Regions from separate parts of the Mus musculus genome. Here region 1 is linked to region 2. A link is a contact called in public promoter capture Hi-C data. All regions are on one chromosome and are shown on one strand. The core of a region is the stretch at or near the end of the contact, and the rest is flanking DNA. Distances in the headings are between cores, read along the strand shown.

Evidence for each region. Promoter capture Hi-C pulls out the DNA fragments that hold promoters and counts their contacts.
Region 1: a promoter capture Hi-C map of pre-B cells shows a contact between it and region 2, with 3 times the contacts expected there. The contact joins the enhancer-like site here to the promoter of Tep1 in region 2. A contact is called at or near these places in 12 of 39 promoter capture datasets (the C10 cell line, the HPC-7 cell line, cranial neural crest and 6 more), 2 of 484 Hi-C or Micro-C datasets (beige adipocytes and embryonic fibroblasts), 4 of 115 datasets of contacts at active chromatin or transcription factors (the SCID.adh cell line, bone marrow-derived macrophages, embryonic stem cells and 1 more) and 2 of 9 other capture datasets (adipose tissue and liver).

Annotation. Positions count from the first base shown.
Region 1 is chr14:51,025,645-51,029,086 of GRCm38.p6, reverse strand. No RefSeq gene overlaps it. Among named protein-coding and RNA genes, the nearest start is that of Rnase9, 15 kb to the left of the region's middle. Within about 2 kb of position 2,161, at least 6 of the 459 cell types and tissues checked have an H3K27ac peak or open chromatin away from gene starts, as enhancers often do. A contact at or near this core is called in pre-B cells, where this site is marked.
Region 2 is chr14:50,868,942-50,872,335 of GRCm38.p6, reverse strand. Tep1 (telomerase associated protein 1) reads left to right here and starts at 1,782. Exons shown (of 55, transcript NM_009351.2): 1 at 1,782-1,923. It overlaps Gm26782 (a long non-coding RNA gene), which reads right to left and starts at 2,040. Exons shown (of 3, transcript XR_874615.2): 1 at 1,780-2,040.

The sequences.
Region 1 (3,442 bases), core at 912-3,411, 160 kb before region 2:
AGTAAAGGACAGCTTAGGTCCAGGTGTGATGGTACACACATTTAATCTGGACCAAACCTTCTGCTGGAGGCCTACATAAGGAGAATGGAAAAAAGGAAGTCCTGCTTGCACTTACCTGCCAGCACATTTGTAGGAATCTACTTCTTCAGAATTCCAGCTTATACAGAAGACCAGCTGGAATACCTAGCGTCCTGGGACTGAGCAAGTACTAGACTTGAATTTCCCATTCACAGCTGCCCATTGTTAGATTAATTGGGCTGAAGCTTGTAAATCATTCTAATAAATTCTTTTAATATAGAGAGACACTCTATAAGTTCCATGACTCTACAGAACCCTAAGACAACTTTCAAGCCTGCTGATATCTGTCTAGCTACCATATACCATTAAGAATTCATAACACACACACACACATACACACACACACGCACACACACACACACACACACACACACACACACACACACATTTTATGATAGCTGCACTGTTAATAAAAACCACGAACTTGATGAGGGAAAATCATCAACATTTCTGTAGTTGCTCCTGGAAAATAAAAAGTTAGATGAGAAAAAACATTAAGGTGTATCTATATCATTTTAATTCCCTATTAAAACAGGAAGATCTGAGCCAGGTTTGGCCCAACAGATAAAGGTACTGGCCACCAAACCTATGACTGGAGTTAAGTCCTCAAAATCTCCATGATGGAAAGACACAGCCAACTCCTTCAAGTTGTTCTCTGACCTCCCTAAGAATACTTAAGCAGTACTGTGATACAAGCATGCACATGCACACATACAATAAATAAATATGCAAATAAATGTATTTAAGTAAAAATATCTTGTTTGCAGCCAGGGCTCCATGGTGAGAGCCTGTCTTGAAAAACCAAGAACAACGTTCTGCTTGTTTGTTTGTTTCTCTTCTAGACCCAGGTGGTTCAGGAACTGCACATTACCATGCAGACATAGCCAAGTCCAAGAACCGCACCACACACCACCAATCCTGAAAATGGCACAGAAATGGTATGTGGTGGTGGTTTAAGTAGGTATGACCCCCATAAGCTCCTGTGTTTGGATGCTTGGCCACAGGGAGTGGCACTATTAGGAGGTGTGGCCTTGTTGAAGTAGGCATGGTATTATTGGAGGAAGTGTGTCACTGGGGAGGCTGGCTTTGAGGTCATATATATGCTCATGTTCCACCCAGTATGGACAGTCCCCTCCTTACTGTCTGTGGATAAAGATGTAGAACTCTCAACTCCTTCTCCAGTACCATGTCTACCTGCATACTGCCACACTCCCCAGTATGATAACTGAAAGCCAGACACAGTTACAAGCAAAAGCAGCTCAGGAAGAAGTGGTTTGTTCAGCTTACATGTTAGTCCATCACCTAGGGAAGCCAAGACAGAATCCAAGGTAGGAACTGACACAGAGGCCATGGTGGGGACACTGGTCACTGGCTCGCTTCCATGGCTTGCTCAGCTTGGCTTCCTGTATAACCCAGGACCACCTGCCAGGAATGGAACTGCCCATAGTGGGCGGGGCCTTCCCACATCAACCATTAATCAAGAAAATTTCCCACAGACATGCCCACAGGCCACCTGAGGGAAGCAGTTTCTCAACTGAGACTCTGCCTTACCAGACAACCCCAGTCTTTGTCCAACTGACTAATAACCCAGAATAATGGGAATTATCAGTCTTTAAAAGCAATTCAAAGGGCCTAGGTCTTTAAATGTGAAGAAGGGACATGAAGAAAGTATATCTCATTTTTAGTGTGATATAAATCTGATTGTAATAATAACTTGGAATAATAATTTAATATAGCAGCAGAGAAATAAGCATGGTGCCTTGCTGTCCGCATTTCTTTTCCCTTCAAATATTGAGGCACATTTATTGTAGCAATGAATTTGAATTCAACTGTTTTTATATAAATATAATATTATTTTTCATCATTTAAATACTAATTTTCACTTTAAAGAGTAAAAAGAGTTAATATATAAAAGCTAATCATATTCCACCATCCAGGGAATTATAAGTATTGGCCTTTTCAGTACAGTTTCAATACATCAGTACCAGCATACTCAACTTTATTAAGAAATCATGATACACAGATGCTGTTAGAGCCAAGCTGTTTCACAGTTAGTTAAAGGCTGATACACTAGCGCCACCTGGTGCTGTATATCATAAACAGTTCCGCACCTGGTATCTTAAAGTTTCAAGTATACATATGCATGCATGCACATGTGTCATATCAGCAACATTTAATTATTTGTGTTTTAAAGAAAAGGCTAAGCTAGGTGCGCAGCAAGATTATGGGAAGGTAAGAATACTTGATTTTTTTCTTTCCTGTTTTTATTTGCAAAGTCCCTACGATTTGCTTACTAATTGCCCACATAATTTGTTGCAGGTAGCACTTATAAAATACGAAGTGAGTCAGGCATGGTGACTCTGGAGGCAGAAGCAGCAGATGATCACTCTATGAGTTATATGCCAGCCTGGGTTACAAGTGAGTTCCAGGCTACTTGGAACTATATAATGAGATGCATACACATACCATGAGAACTAGGGTCAAGCTCAGTAGAGTATTTGCCTAGCAGGAGTGAGGCTCTGTGTTTGAATCCCCAGCACCACAAAGTAATAAATAAATGAGATGTCCAAGGGACTAGAAAATAAACTTAACAATTTTTCATTTAAATATCCTGCATTACTTAGAGAGCTATTGTTTCATAAGTCTAAAAGGGAGCACTTAAATAAATGCACAGTTTTTTGGCTAAAGCAACTGTCTTCCAGTAGTTGGCCAAAATGACAAGCAAGGAGGGAGAAGAGGAGAGATTCTCGAAACATGTTCTCTATGTGTTTGTAAAAACATGGAGCTATTCTGTGTGTGCGTATGTGATATATATATGTATATATACACATATATGTATATATATGTATATATGTGTATATATATGTGTGTATATGTGAACATATGCGTGTATATATGTGTATATATATAGGTGTGTGTGTGTGTGTGTGTGTGTGTGTGTGTGTGTGTGTGTGTGTATCTTGAGGAAGAAGGGAGTTAGTCTTGAAATCAAGAGAATGGACACTGTTCAGAAAGAAATGTCCCGTGAATTTCACTATGCCAAGCTAGAGCAGTCCACAGTGTGGCTCAGTGCGCTGCTGGCATGTGGTACAGACAAACGGGCGAAGGGAGGGAAAGATTCTTGCCAAGAGGGTGTGGGTATCAAGCACATGAAACTCTCTAAAGGTTGATACAGCTTTCTGAAAGAAATGAGGGAAAATGATGAGGAAAAAGAGGGGGCAAAGAGAAGGGTCCCAGGTTCAGGGGGAAAATGGCAGCCTGCTCCTCTTGTAAGCACTATGAGGACTAACAAAAAGAATCAGAGCTACAGAAACCCCTTCCCATCAATCCATGAAACCCCTTCCCATCAATCCATGGCTTCACA
Region 2 (3,394 bases), core at 533-3,032:
GTAGACTCATCATCCCTTTCCCTATAGAGAGATGTCAATTAAGACTGATGGCTATTAATATGGATGGTATTGCGTTCTAGGGATGGTTTTAGAACTCTCTCTCTCTCTCCCCCCCACACACACATTTATTTCTCACAATTAGGATAATTTTTAGCATTTAATATTTAGTAGGTGGGACTTAAGAGTGCTAGACCCTTAGTAACTGTGCAGAGCACTTCTACAGTGAGGGGCATTCTTGTGCTTACAACTTTGAATGATTCTGCCAGTCATTCATGCACATTAAAAATCCATGGGGCTATGAGATGGTGGCATGCATTTTAATCCTAGCACCCAGGAAGCAGAGGCAGGCAGATCTCTGAGTTAAAGGCCAGCCTCGTCTACAGACTGAGTTCCAGGATAGCCAGGGCTACACAGAGAAATCCTGTCTCGGAACTACAACAAAATCTATTAAAATTACTATTTATCTTTAGGGGTTTTTCATTTTTATATTTATTTATTTACTCACTTACTTATTTTATGGAGGCAAATGCTCCCTAAGGAATCTGGCTTGAACTTGAGATCCTTCTGCTTCAGCCTTTAAAATCTCTGGAATTATAAGGGTATATTACCTGGCTAGTAGTAATTTACATACAAAACAGACCTCCACCCACACACTCCACTTTGTATTTATGAGTTTTGCCTCTATGTATGTCTGTGCACCACCTTCATGCCAAGTGCTCTTGGAGTTTAGAAGAGGTCACCATGGGTAATTAGAGTTACCAATGGTTGTGAGGCATGATGTGGGTGCTGGGTACTGAACCTAGGCCTTCTGCAAAAACAGATTCTCTTCATTTCTGAGCCATTAGAGGGCAGCCTGGTCTACATAGTGAGCTGCAGGCCAGCTGGGGTTATATAGATAGACCTTGTCTAAAAATAAAAGCCCAAATCCCCAAAATCAAAATTTAAAAAAATTTGTTGCTGGGCGTGGTGGTTGGTGGTGGGGTATGCCTTTAAATCCCAGGAGATGGGAGGCAGGGGCAGGCGGATCTCTGTGAGTCAGAAGCCAGCCTGGTCTAAACAGTGAGTTCCAGGACATCCAGGGTTACATAGAGAGACCCTGTCTGAAAAAGAAAGAAACAATCAAAAGGGTTTGGTTTATTATCTCAGGTAGTTTGTCGCAGTAACAAAAAGATAACATAATGAACTCAAATAGCATGAGTAGAGTTAACTCTTTGATCTTCCTGCCAGAGCCTTCTAAGTACTAGGATTACATGTGTGTGCCACCATTCTGAATCATATTTTCAGAGGTTTTCAGTCAAGGATCTCTTGACCCTCTTGCTTTGGCCTGTGGCAAAGCAGTTCACGGATGGGGTGGAGTGGGATTGAGTGGGGTGGCGACAGACGAAACTGTTTACTTTCATGGTGGATGAAAGGAAGCAAAAGGGAGAGAAGGGGCCTGACTTTCAAAGGTCAGCCAAGGGCACACTCTCAGCGATCTTTCTTTCTAAACGTTTCACCACCTCCCAACAGCTGCCCAAGGCTGGCATGATTTTAGCACATAAGCCTCTGGGGTATTTTCAGGATACATAATAGCATCAGAGCATGATTGTATTGGGTGGAAATACAACTCGGTTGGTAAAGTTGGCCTAGCCGGAAGTATAAATCCCTAAACTGTGCAAATCAAACCGGGTGTGGTTAGCACAACCCTATAATCCCGGCATTTGCGATATCCTACACGCGGCAGCCCCGCCCTCAGCCCCGCCCTGCCCCCAGCCCCGCCCCTCCCTCGCCCAGCCTCACCCCTTGGCCTCACTAGGGTGTTGGTTTTCTTTCAGTTCTCTGCTTCCAACCAGTCCACTGGCTGACCCAGGCCGGTTTCTGCTCCCCGTTGCGGAGAACCAACGCGCCTCTCATTGCGCACAGCTTTTCCAATCCTGAGCGCAGGTAGAGCCCTGGCCGAGACCTGTGTCAGCTGGACTCCCGGAAGGACCTCTGGGCGAGCGTGGTGCAGCCGCTTAGTCCTTCCGGGCGGCTGGCAGGGAGGTGGGGTGGCCTTAGTGGGGCGGAGGGATAGATGCTCAGAGAGAATGGGTTCCTTTTGCCTTAAAGAATCCTAGGAGGGAGTGACTGTAACAAATGAAGAGTGTTGTGATCACTTTTGGCAACAGAAACTCACTAGACTGACACGTTTAACAGTAATGGACACTAAGGTGCCAACGCGGTAGGCCTCCACGACTTCCTAAGAAAAGAATAGCGTCTGAAGTATGGCTTCAGGTGCAAGGCCAAAGAAAAGGGACCGGGGTAGGAGTGGAGGCAGGTATACATACAAACTAGTGTATACACAGAATGTCAGTATAAAACTATCAATACCAGTTATCTCTGGAACTTGGGGAAGAACTTTTAAGCTTTCAGAAGTTAATCAGAATCTCTATAAACTCCAGAGAGGAAAAAAATTACATGTCTTTATTTCTCTGTTAACTTAAAATTTTAATTGAGAACTTGTTTTTCACTCTTGGATTATGCCAGATGTGGCTGTGTATGTCTTAATCCTAGCACTGGGGAGGCAGAGGCAGGTGGCTCTCTGTGAGTTGGAATCTGTATAGTAGTTCCAGGTCAGTCAGACCTTTTTAGTGAGACCTTGTTTCAATACATACATACATACATACATACATACATACATACATACATATTGGATTAATTCTGAAATTCCTTATTACTCGTTGGGTGTGTATATGTGTGTATGTGTTTGTTTGTGTGTGCAAGAGTATGTGCATATGCGGATATATATACGGGTATGTGGAGACTAGAACTCCACACCAGGTGTCTTATTCTATTGCTTCTCGAGTTACTTTTGGTAGGCTGGCTGGCCAGCTTGATGTAAGAATCTGCCTGCCTTTCAGTGTTGGGATTACAGTCATAGACTACTGAGCCTTACTGTCATCTAGATGTTTTATCAACTGACCTATCTTTCTAGCTTCCCACCTTTTTTTTTTTTTTTTTTTTGGACAAAGTCTCCTATATTCCAGGGTGATTTTGATCTTTTAACTTGCTATGTAGCCAAGGATGACCTTTGAACTCCTAACCCTTCTGCCTCGGCCTCAAGTGCTGGGAGTGCAGGTGTATGCCAGCCCAGCCCTCACTACTTTTTTTTTTTCCTTGTAGTACAGGGACATGAGAGGAATAGCAAGACACATTTTCTTTTGAGAAAGAGAGTGTCAGTGCTCACGTGGACCTGGAATTTGCTATGTAGCCCAGGCTGGCCTCCATGTTCTTATGGTCTCCTTTTCAGCTGTGATTCTAGACAGGTCACCGCTATGCCATGCCAGGCTTCTCTCTAAGCTTTTGCTTTCCCTTTTCCCCCCTGTCCCCTTAGAATTACGCCTGGATAAATCTAAAAGGGGGGGGGGCAGCAAGA